Regions from separate parts of the Rattus norvegicus genome. Here region 2 is linked to region 1. Evidence: chromatin contacts called from public Hi-C data. All regions are on one chromosome and are shown on one strand. The core of a region is the stretch at or near the end of the contact, and the rest is flanking DNA. Distances in the headings are between cores, read along the strand shown.

The links. Hi-C and Micro-C count contacts between places; a contact is called where the count stands out from the background.
Region 2: a contact with region 1 is called in a Hi-C map of frontal cortex, with 1.9 times the contacts expected there. The contact joins the promoter of Sorl1 here to the enhancer-like site in region 1. A contact is called at or near these places in 1 of 12 Hi-C or Micro-C datasets (frontal cortex) and 1 of 1 datasets of contacts at active chromatin or transcription factors (oligodendrocytes).

Annotation. Positions count from the first base shown.
Region 1 is chr8:51,356,103-51,360,848 of GRCr8, forward strand. It overlaps Sorl1 (sortilin related receptor 1), which reads right to left. Exons shown (of 48, transcript NM_053519.1): 6 at 465-645. Among named protein-coding and RNA genes, the nearest start is that of Sorl1, 43 kb to the right of the region's middle. Within about 2 kb of position 2,684, at least 10 of the 93 cell types and tissues checked have an H3K27ac peak or open chromatin away from gene starts, as enhancers often do.
Region 2 is chr8:51,399,314-51,404,059 of GRCr8, forward strand. Sorl1 (sortilin related receptor 1) reads right to left here and starts at 1,934. Exons shown (of 48, transcript NM_053519.1): 1 at 1,650-1,934. The coding sequence starts at 1,934.

The sequences.
Region 1 (4,746 bases), core at 1,434-3,933:
CTTTAACTAACTACAGGAGGGGTAGGTGGGGGGACAAAAACAAAAGTAAAGAACAAACAAACAAACAAAAAACACCTGAGGTCAAACTTTGTCCTCCACAACACACAAATACCTACACACACACACACACACACACACACACACACACACACACACACACACACACACACACATTCAACCTCGTACACCAAAAATGAAATCTGTCTTTGTCGGAGATGCTTGGCTACAGGAAGACAAGCAGATTTCTAGGTTCTCTGATATTTGATTGCTGGCTCTAGATTTCTCCACTCGGACCTTCCACCCTCCTGCCCTCCAGGCATGCTCACTGACAGCACGGATCCTCCAGCCAAGCTACCTTGTGTGCACCACCCAGCTGATGTCATGCAAATTCGCCCAGGTGGATGCCAGACCCAGCAGAGTACTGCTGGAGCAGCGTACTGCTCCAACTTACCACCTCCACTTACCACCACCTTTGTAGCAAACAGGTACTTGTCCCGAAGCTGAAAGTCTCTCACTTCCTCCAGGATCACTTCCTGGTTTTCCCGGGACTGGAAGAAGTCTGTGCTGCGGAACACTGTGGAGAACCCAAAGGGTTCATGCCGCTCGATGTAGATAGTGTTCGGCTGGTCATAGGGGTCGATCCCCCTGGAAGGAAGAAGCAACTGTTACCATTTTCCTGCTCAGTCACTAGAAGCACGGACATTTCGCTGTGTGGACAGCCATGCAGGATCGAAACGGTGCCAGTTACAAATAGCACTCTGCCTCAAGCATGTGCCTTGGGGTTGCTCCTTAGGTGAGAGGCAGAAGTTGGGCATCTGCCACTTAGCGTTTTGCTCTGCTGTGGCTGTTTCCAAATCATCCTGGGAATTAGGGCACAGTAATCCCCAGCCCTACTGCAAAAGAATGAATAAAGCAAAAGGCGGAGAGGTTCTGAATAAATAAGCACTGGGTTCCTGGAAGCAAGAGGCAAGTTCCTGGTGCCAAGCTCAGAACCTTGGGGTGATAGACATTTTTGCCAGGTGCTACAGACTCAATGGTACAGCAGCAGACAGGGCACAGTAGAACCCTCAGAGCCCGGCGACCTGTCCATCCAGTGTTTCCTTGCCTGTTCATTGCAGACACCACTAATCCATGCCATCTGGAGTCATCCTGCCAGTACATGACGTCTCCCGTGAGGCACCTGCTTAGCCGTCATGCAAGGTCCTTCAGAGAGGGTAGGCACCCTTGTCCCCCTCCCCCAACCCCATGCTTCTTCTGTGTAGAGGGCGCCCTTTGTACAAACTCCAGTCCTCCACCTAAATCCTCTCCTCTGAGATCAAGTTCAAATCATCGTCCTCCAAGAATCCTTCCCAGTGCTCCTCTTTCTCCTCCCAATGTTAGCCGCCCTTTGTACAAACTCCAGTCCTCCCACCTAAATCCTCCTCTCCTCTGAGATCAAGTTCAAATCATCGTCCTCCAAGAATCCTTCCCAGTGCTCCTCTTCCTCCTCCCAATGTTAGCCACACACTCACTCTGAAGATTCACTCTCAAAGCTTTCATAGGGGAGTTTTTAACTGAGCTTAGGGGATGACAGCACTGAGGCTGGGTGAATTCTGGTGTCAGTCCCATTGCACTATGGTGGGGCCTCTTGTCCATTGGGTCACACGTTTTTGTGCAAGCTTCTTGGGCATGTCACATGTCCTGGGGAGACTGAGATAACAGGATCCCTAGCTGAAGAGATGGTCACTTTAGATGCCTGGACCACCATTACACCTCCCAACCCCAACTGTAACCATAAGGTCAAAGGACAGTGGAGAGGCTCTAAGCTAGTGCCCTCAAGTAAAGCATCAACCAGAAACTGGGAAGACCACTCATGTGCCCAGGCTTCCTGACATTCACAAAACCTGCCAAGGCTGGTGAACCAGCAAATGGAAAATTAACTGGGAAGTCAAGGAAAGAACTCCACAGTCACCATGTGGAGATGACTTGGGCATTGAGCCGAGGGTGTCATTTCTGCAGCTGCCTGTACGCGGTTTCACAATGCCCTGTGGCAGTTAGCATAATGGAGGTGAGGATCATTTCCAATTCCTCCTGAGATGGACTGTCAAGGCTGTGTTTGTCAAAGAAAACAGATTCTTTTTAAAAGGAAGAAATAGAACTGGGGACATGGTACAGCCATTAAAGCGGCTGTTGTATAAGCATGAGAAACTGAAGCTCTGCATGAAAGGCAGTGTGTGGCGTCATAATCCCAGCACCAGAGAGGTGGGCATGGAGTCTAGCCAGTGAGTTCTAAGTTCAATGAAAGACCCTATCTCAAAAACATAAGGTAGAGGAAGATGTACAACATCAACCTCTGGCCTAAACACACACACACACACAAACATGAACACACATGTGTGAACACACTCATACACATGCAAACACACATGTCAGCACACACGTGAATACCTACGTGTGAACACATATGTTGACACACATGTCAACATATGTCAACACACGTGTCAACACACATGCGAACACACACACACAGGAAGACGACAAAGAAATAGAAAGGGGAGAGCCTCATTTCACACTAGCAGAAGACTTGATGTCGGCCCTACAATCTGGACTCTGAAGAGTGATAGGGAAGCCAGCAGCCTGGTCCGGGCGTGGGAGAAATCCATTCTTCCCGATCAGATGCTCGCGTGGGGGCGGCTGGTGACATGTTCTCTTCTCCACAATTAGAAGTACTGATTAAAGTACTTCCTCTCGCCTGGAGGATATGCAAATGAAGAGGAGACTGCTGGGTATTTTTAAAAGGCGGAGAGGAAGAAGCCCTTCTTGACATATTTTGAGATGAACTCATTTCTATTATCCCTTGCTCTAGCCAAAAGAGGAAGCCAAGGTCTAGAGACAGAAGGCCTCGTACCTCTAATCCCAATTCTCTCCTTCCATCCATATTTGGACCTCCTAATTCTGGGGTTGGCTCCACCTACAAACTCCTATATTCTGGTATCTCCTTGACTTCCAGATTCTTAGAGACTTTTCGTCCTGTTTTCCATAAAGAAACTTCACCCACTGGTTATTTCTAAGCATGGTCACCCACTGGGCCCCACTTGCCTCGCCCCCAGCCCCACAAGGAAGCTGCATAGGGCATCCTTGAATGGGCTCCCCTGCTACAGGTCTCTCCCCACCCTGTCTTACAGTCTCTTAACACTGCACATGCATTTACTAGCTTTCTCCACCCTGGTCCCTGCCTCCTTGCCTGTTGTTCCCAGGTTTCTAAACATGGTGGATCAAACCTGTGTTAATTCTCCAAAAGATTGGCTTGCACTGTTTCTGACATTGGGGGAAATTTAGGAAGAAGTCCCTCCAGCCACCTTAAATCCCAATATTAGACATCCAAAGATCTGAAATAAACTGGGCCAATCCCTTTAACACACCTGTGTGCCTGCAGAAGTTGTAGAACAAAGTTCTAAGCTAAATAACCCTGCACTTAGTTATCCTGCTGGCTTGCCCTCTCAATATGGTGTTAATTAAAATGATGAAAGATGAATCTGGGGGCTGGAGAGTTGGCTCAGTGGTTAAGAGCGCCGGCTGCTCTCACAGAGGATCAGGGTCCAGCTCTCAGCATGTGGTGGCTCACAACATCTACCCCCAGGGATCCAATGCTCTCTTCTGACTCTGGATGCACCAGGCACACTTGGGATGTATGTATGGCAGGTAAACCATTCATATATATAAAACTAAAATTGTTTCCAATCAATTTCTCCCAAAGGCAAGAGGAGGGTATGGTGCTCCTGGATGGAGGTTGCTCTTACATGAAAGTATGGTTATAATTTTCCTAAAATACCCACAGCCTCTGCCCAAGGAACATATCCATAGCATCAGGAGAGCTGCCTGCTATGAAAGCAACATCCGTGTGACTTGGAAGACGCTTAGCTCTCCTCTTTCATCACCATCCTTAGTTACTAAGGAAATAATATCAACTCGAAAGCATGCAGTTCAATCAGCCAAAATAAACACCAGCAGAATCTACATCCTCTCGTCCCACTATCACTAACGTAGGCTAAAACTATTATCTCAGAAGACGAATAATAACTGAGAGACGGAAGCACGCGTACAACCTGTCTCGCATGAATCCTAAAGGGCCTAATCTCAACTATATAAAGAGTTCCCAGAAATCAACAAGAAGATTAACAATCAGAAAAGGGGCAAGAGGCACTAGCAGACATGCCCCCAAAAGAAGGACATTTTACTTTGTTCTTATTTATTTATTTATTTATTTATTTATTTATTTATTTAGATGGGATTTCCCTGTGTAGCCATCATAGCTGTCATGAAACTTGCTAAAAAAAGAACATTCTTTTAAACTTTATTAGGAGTTTATGTTTGAATAGGAGTTCATGATCCTTGCCAAATACATAAAGAGTTCAAAGCTATCCAGTGTTACATGAGGCCTACATTATGGGAAGAGGGGACAGGTGTTCTTAAGCAGACAAAGACATTCAGGCCCATTCATAGTGAGAAAAAAATGCAAATTAAAGCTAAACGAGACACTGTGCCCTTAGCTGTAGATAAAGGCACTGTTCTAGTCTACTGAGATGAAAGTAAATTTGACGACATCCGTAGAAAATTCGGCAGTGTCTACCCAAGTCGCAATTCCCCTGGGGACCCAGCAGTGTGCAAGACTAACAAAATCTCATCCCTGTGATGCTGTCACCCTACTGAGAGCAAACGGTTAAGGTGCCGGACGACTGTACACTAGGAGGTAATAAGGGGTCACAC
Region 2 (4,746 bases), core at 684-3,183, 42 kb after region 1:
CAAGAGCAATCTTGCTGACGCCCAAATCACAAGAAGGAAGTTTCAGATGGGGTTGAAAAGGGGGGCAGAAGGATCTGGGCCCAAGAGCAGGGCAGGTGGGCTTCAGTAGTCTGAGCCCTGAACACACTCGCGCACACGCACACACGCACACGCATGCACATGCATGCACACACATGCACCAAAGCATAAGTACACACACACAGTTACAGGTCACCTAGTATACATTCCTGCCCAGGACCAGGTGGTCTGGTAGTGGACAGATGTCAGCTACTCCCACACACACACCACCATCCCGCTGTCTTCAGAACCATGTACATTTTATTTGGGAAAGGGGATGTTTAGGAAGCGCTGAGCAGAGACAAGGTGACCCCCAGCACCCAAAGGTCAGTGAGACCAGGCAGGTGAGAACTACAGCACTTAACAGCCCTTCCCTATGTGACCTTGGACTAGTCACCGCACCTCCCACGGCTTGAATTTCTTCACTCAAAACACAACACAATAGGGCAGCATGTTTTATGAGATGCTTTCTGGCTCCGGGAGTTGATCGTTTAACTCTGTGTATGGCCTGAAGGAAGACTTTTGCTATAGCCAAAATCAGTGAGGAAAGGCAGAACCCAGGCTAATCACTCAATCTGTACTTTGGAAAGCAACAGTCTCGCTGGGATGTGATTGTGCTGGTCACCTCCATTGGGCCCACCTTTTCTCTCCCACCGACCTTCTAGCTTTGCTGATGTCAATCTTAACTGAAGGACAGGGAGCTTCTGAGTAGACAATAACACCGGCAAATTAATCCCCTCAGCGTTGATACTAAGGGACATCCTTGCCATCCCTAGCAGTCAGTGGGGGCCATGAGCGAAATGTGTGTTACTTATGACCTAATAAACCCATTGCCTGGATAGAAATAAATCCTTTAACGAACATTAAGTCCAGCAAATTTCTTGCAGTACTCTCAAATCCCGAGTGTCATAAGAGATAGTTTCTATCTAAAATAAAGCCATCACCTTGAAGGGGTGGCAAGGAAAGGGGGTGGGGTGGTATGCCACACTCCCAACGAAAATAATCCAGCCTTACATACAGATATTCACGAGCTCACAGGCACATGTACATCTGCTGGGTACACAAGGGACAATCGTGACGCTTTGAGAGTTGCCCACCTCTCAAAGGGTCCATGAGGATAAACGTGGGAATCCCCCCTCTGCAATTCTGCTTAAGTGCTTTACAACTGCAGGGTTCTCACCCCCAGATGCCAAAGGATGGTACTGGGTTGGGATGGGGGTGAAGGGGTATGCCCGTTTTTTATCCAGATGTAAAAATTATGCTGCACCCCTCTAAAACCTGCCGGAAACTACACTGGTCTGTCTGCATACAGGCTAGGGAAGAGAGGCGCTGCACCCTTCGAGTTACCTGGAATATATTTGCTAAAATCGGCAAGAAGAAGGAAAAGATCTATGCGACCAGAGTGCTGACGGCTGTACTCATGTGATGTACGGAGTGGAAAGGAGAAGAAAAAGAAATGAAACAAACATGCCAGCCAGGAAGTCCCTGAGCGGTGCCAGCACCTGGGAAGCGACTGCAAAGGATGGGTGCGGGGGTGAGGAAGTGCTGGGAGAGAAAGGGGCTGGAAGGAGGTGGCTTGCAGAAGTGCTCACCTGTCCATACACCTGGATAGGCTGGGGCTGCAAAGCAGCGCTCCGCCGCGTCCTGAGTGGCTTCCTGGCCGCTGGGCTCGCCCCCCAGGCATCCCCGTGCGTTCCCAGCCGCAGCTCGTGCGGGTCGCCCTGCACCACGAAGAAGCCGCGGTCCTGGGGCAAGGGCGCTCCGCCACCATGCAATCTCTGCGTCCAGCCCCCGCCGAGAGCCCCGGGGGGCAGCAGAGCGACCAGGGTGAATAGGAAAGGGAGTCTCGACTCCCTCCTGCTGCTCCGTGTCGCCATGTTCGGGCGAACGCTCCCGCAGGTGGCGCCGCCGCCAGGAGAGAATGTGCAGCGCGCGCCGGGACAGCGCGGGGCCGGGGCCGGGGCCGCGCGCGCCGCTCCCGGGGCTCCAAGCCGTCCGGGCAGCTCCACTGCGCCCGCCACGGCAGCCACGGCCACCGCCGCCGCCGGGTCCCGCTCTGCGCCGCACCGTCACGTGTGTGCTCGCAACGCGGCCCCTTCGCGCACTTTCTCTGCTCGCCTCGACTGCGGCCCCGCCCCCTGGGATGGGGAAGTCAAGGCAGGGAGCGCCCGCCTGAGGGCACCGTGGTCCCCGCGCGCACACCTTGCCCTCCGTGCCGCAGTGAAGAGTTGCGTGGGCGCCGTGCTCTATTTCTTTGGGTTGAGTTAGCTACTCCCCGGGCTCCTGGGGTACCCTGGTCAACCTAAATCTCCGTCAACCTCTGCACCCTGTGCACCCGTTTGACCACCTTCCTGGGCCTTGGCCTCATGTCCACTGCCAGTGGAAAGCAAACCACAGAAAGTAGCCCTTAGCACACCAACAACAAAAGTCAAGATGAACCTTCCGGGTTTGTGAAACTTCCATGGTTTCAACTATGGCACAGAAATGTACTTGAAGTGGCCACGGCTCAAACTACCCTTGATCAAGTTGAACTACCCCTGTGTCCAGCAGAGTACATCAGACAAACACCCTGCCCAGAAGCAGTAAAACCTAGGCTACACTTGCCACACCTGGGTGACCACTCTAGGCATGACCCAGGGCCCTACCTCCTGCTTAAGGTCCCTTAAGGTGTCCCAACATTGAGCTCTTCTCAGGGCTAAGAAGAGAGTGTGTCCCTTCAGCTACACACTGTTAATTGTAAATGTTGTAAAGACCACACCTGTACAGATGCGGGGGGTGGGGGGAGCGTTGCCCTTTTAATGCACCTTAAAATCAGCTCCAAGAGCCAGGCTATAACTGCTTTTACACATTTTTTCCCCAGCTGCTGGGAGCAGTTAACTATTACCCTGTATTTCATCCTATGTCTCTCCAGACTCAGGTCCTGGTTATTGAGATGACGGAAGGCAGAGCTGTGCTGCTGAATCCATTGGTTTAAAGAAGGGAAGGGGTGGTCTTTCTCAGACCCCCATCTCATGCCCCCAACTTTCTGCCTCTTCAACAAGCCAGTAGCTTAGTTCTGTCACTCATCTTCATTCTAGTTAGCTTAATCTAGTTCCCCACTTCAATCTCCACGGCCTTGGGCAGCAGCCAGAAGCTGTCTTGATCTGACCTGGGTTTGTCCCTGGGGTTGAAATGTATTACCATTGTGGTAGTGTTAAGAGAAGGGTGCCTTTAAGAGTCGATTATATTATTGAGAGGAACTCAGGCCTTTGTCAATGGAGTCCGTTTGTTCAGTCAGTGCAGCATTTGAGCTTTAGCTCAGCCTTAAACAGTTCTCGCAAAGCAAAGCCACCCTCTTGTTTTATCACTGAAACAGCTAGCCCTCCTGCTACACGGGGGCTGATGCAGCATAAGACTCTTGCCGGAAGCTGAGAAGGTGCCAACACCATGTTCACAGACTTCCCTCCTAGTCTCTATACCCATGAGCTCAAACTGAGCCTACACCTGTGAAAGAAGGCCACCATCTCTTCACCCTCCTCAGTCCAGCATTCTCCTGCCCTAACTCCATCCCATAGGTCTTTCCCAGACCTCTCCCTGCCCAGCTCATGAGGTTCTGCAGTCTCCCACCCTCCCACAACCCTTTGCCTCCCCCAGTCAGATGTCTTTCTGCCCTCCAACTCGCTGTCATTGTTGAGCCACGGAGAACAAAGCCACTGAACCATTGCCAGTGCCCGCTGCCCTTCAAGACCAGCCCTACCTATTTAGTACCACCTTACGGGATGGGAACCCACTCAGGGGTCCTCAGCACTTCTGCCATCTTTGAGAAACCTAAAGGAGTAGCCTACAGTCAGAACACCCTGCATGTGATTTGATCGTTAGTTGTTTGTCAAGCTATCTTTAATGAGAAGCGTCTTGTGTGAGTTAGAGTCTCGGCAGAAAACAACCCCGTGTGTCTTCTAATTGTTGTGTGGAAGACAAAGCGGTCTGCCCCTGCGAACCCCTCCCTGGCTTAAGCTTCAGGTGGCAATTTTCGAGGGAGGATTAGTAGGGCGGGACCGGCTACTCGCTCATTTTGATTTGGATTTGTGATTTCAATGCTATAAAACTGGCAAGAACGCTCGAACACGGTTAATTTACTCCTCAGATGCCTTCCTCTCTAATCATTATCTACATTCTAAGCCATTCTTAGGTGGGGAGTCAGCTCACCAGGAGACTGTGGGTTGCGGAACCACAGGGCACAGGAGAAAGACAGCACACTGAGTTTTGAAGTCAAAAGGCCAATTCTAGCTATGGGAACTAAGCTGAATGCCCTCCCTGGAGCTTCTGCTTTCTCACCAAAAAATAGAGATGGTAGTTCTTACCCACCTCTCAAGACAGAGTACAAGGTGAGATGATGTATATAAAAGAGCCTTGAAGATCCCCACAGAAAAGGGCTGTGTGCAGGCAGCATTTGAGGGCTGCATGATGGTCCTGGTCTTGCAGCAAGTGCCTCCATGTTTTGTTTGTTTGTTTTGTTTTGTTGTTTTGTTTTGTTTTTCTTTTCTTTTGTTTTGTTTTGTTTTTTGTTTTTTTTTTTCCGTTTTGTTTTTTGGGGGGTTTTTTGGAGGATTTTTTTCCTCCTTTGTTTTTGCTTTTCGGGGTAGGGGTTGGGGGGAGGTTCCTGGTCAATGAGATCTTCCATCACTGACCATTCTCTCCCTTTAGGAGTCC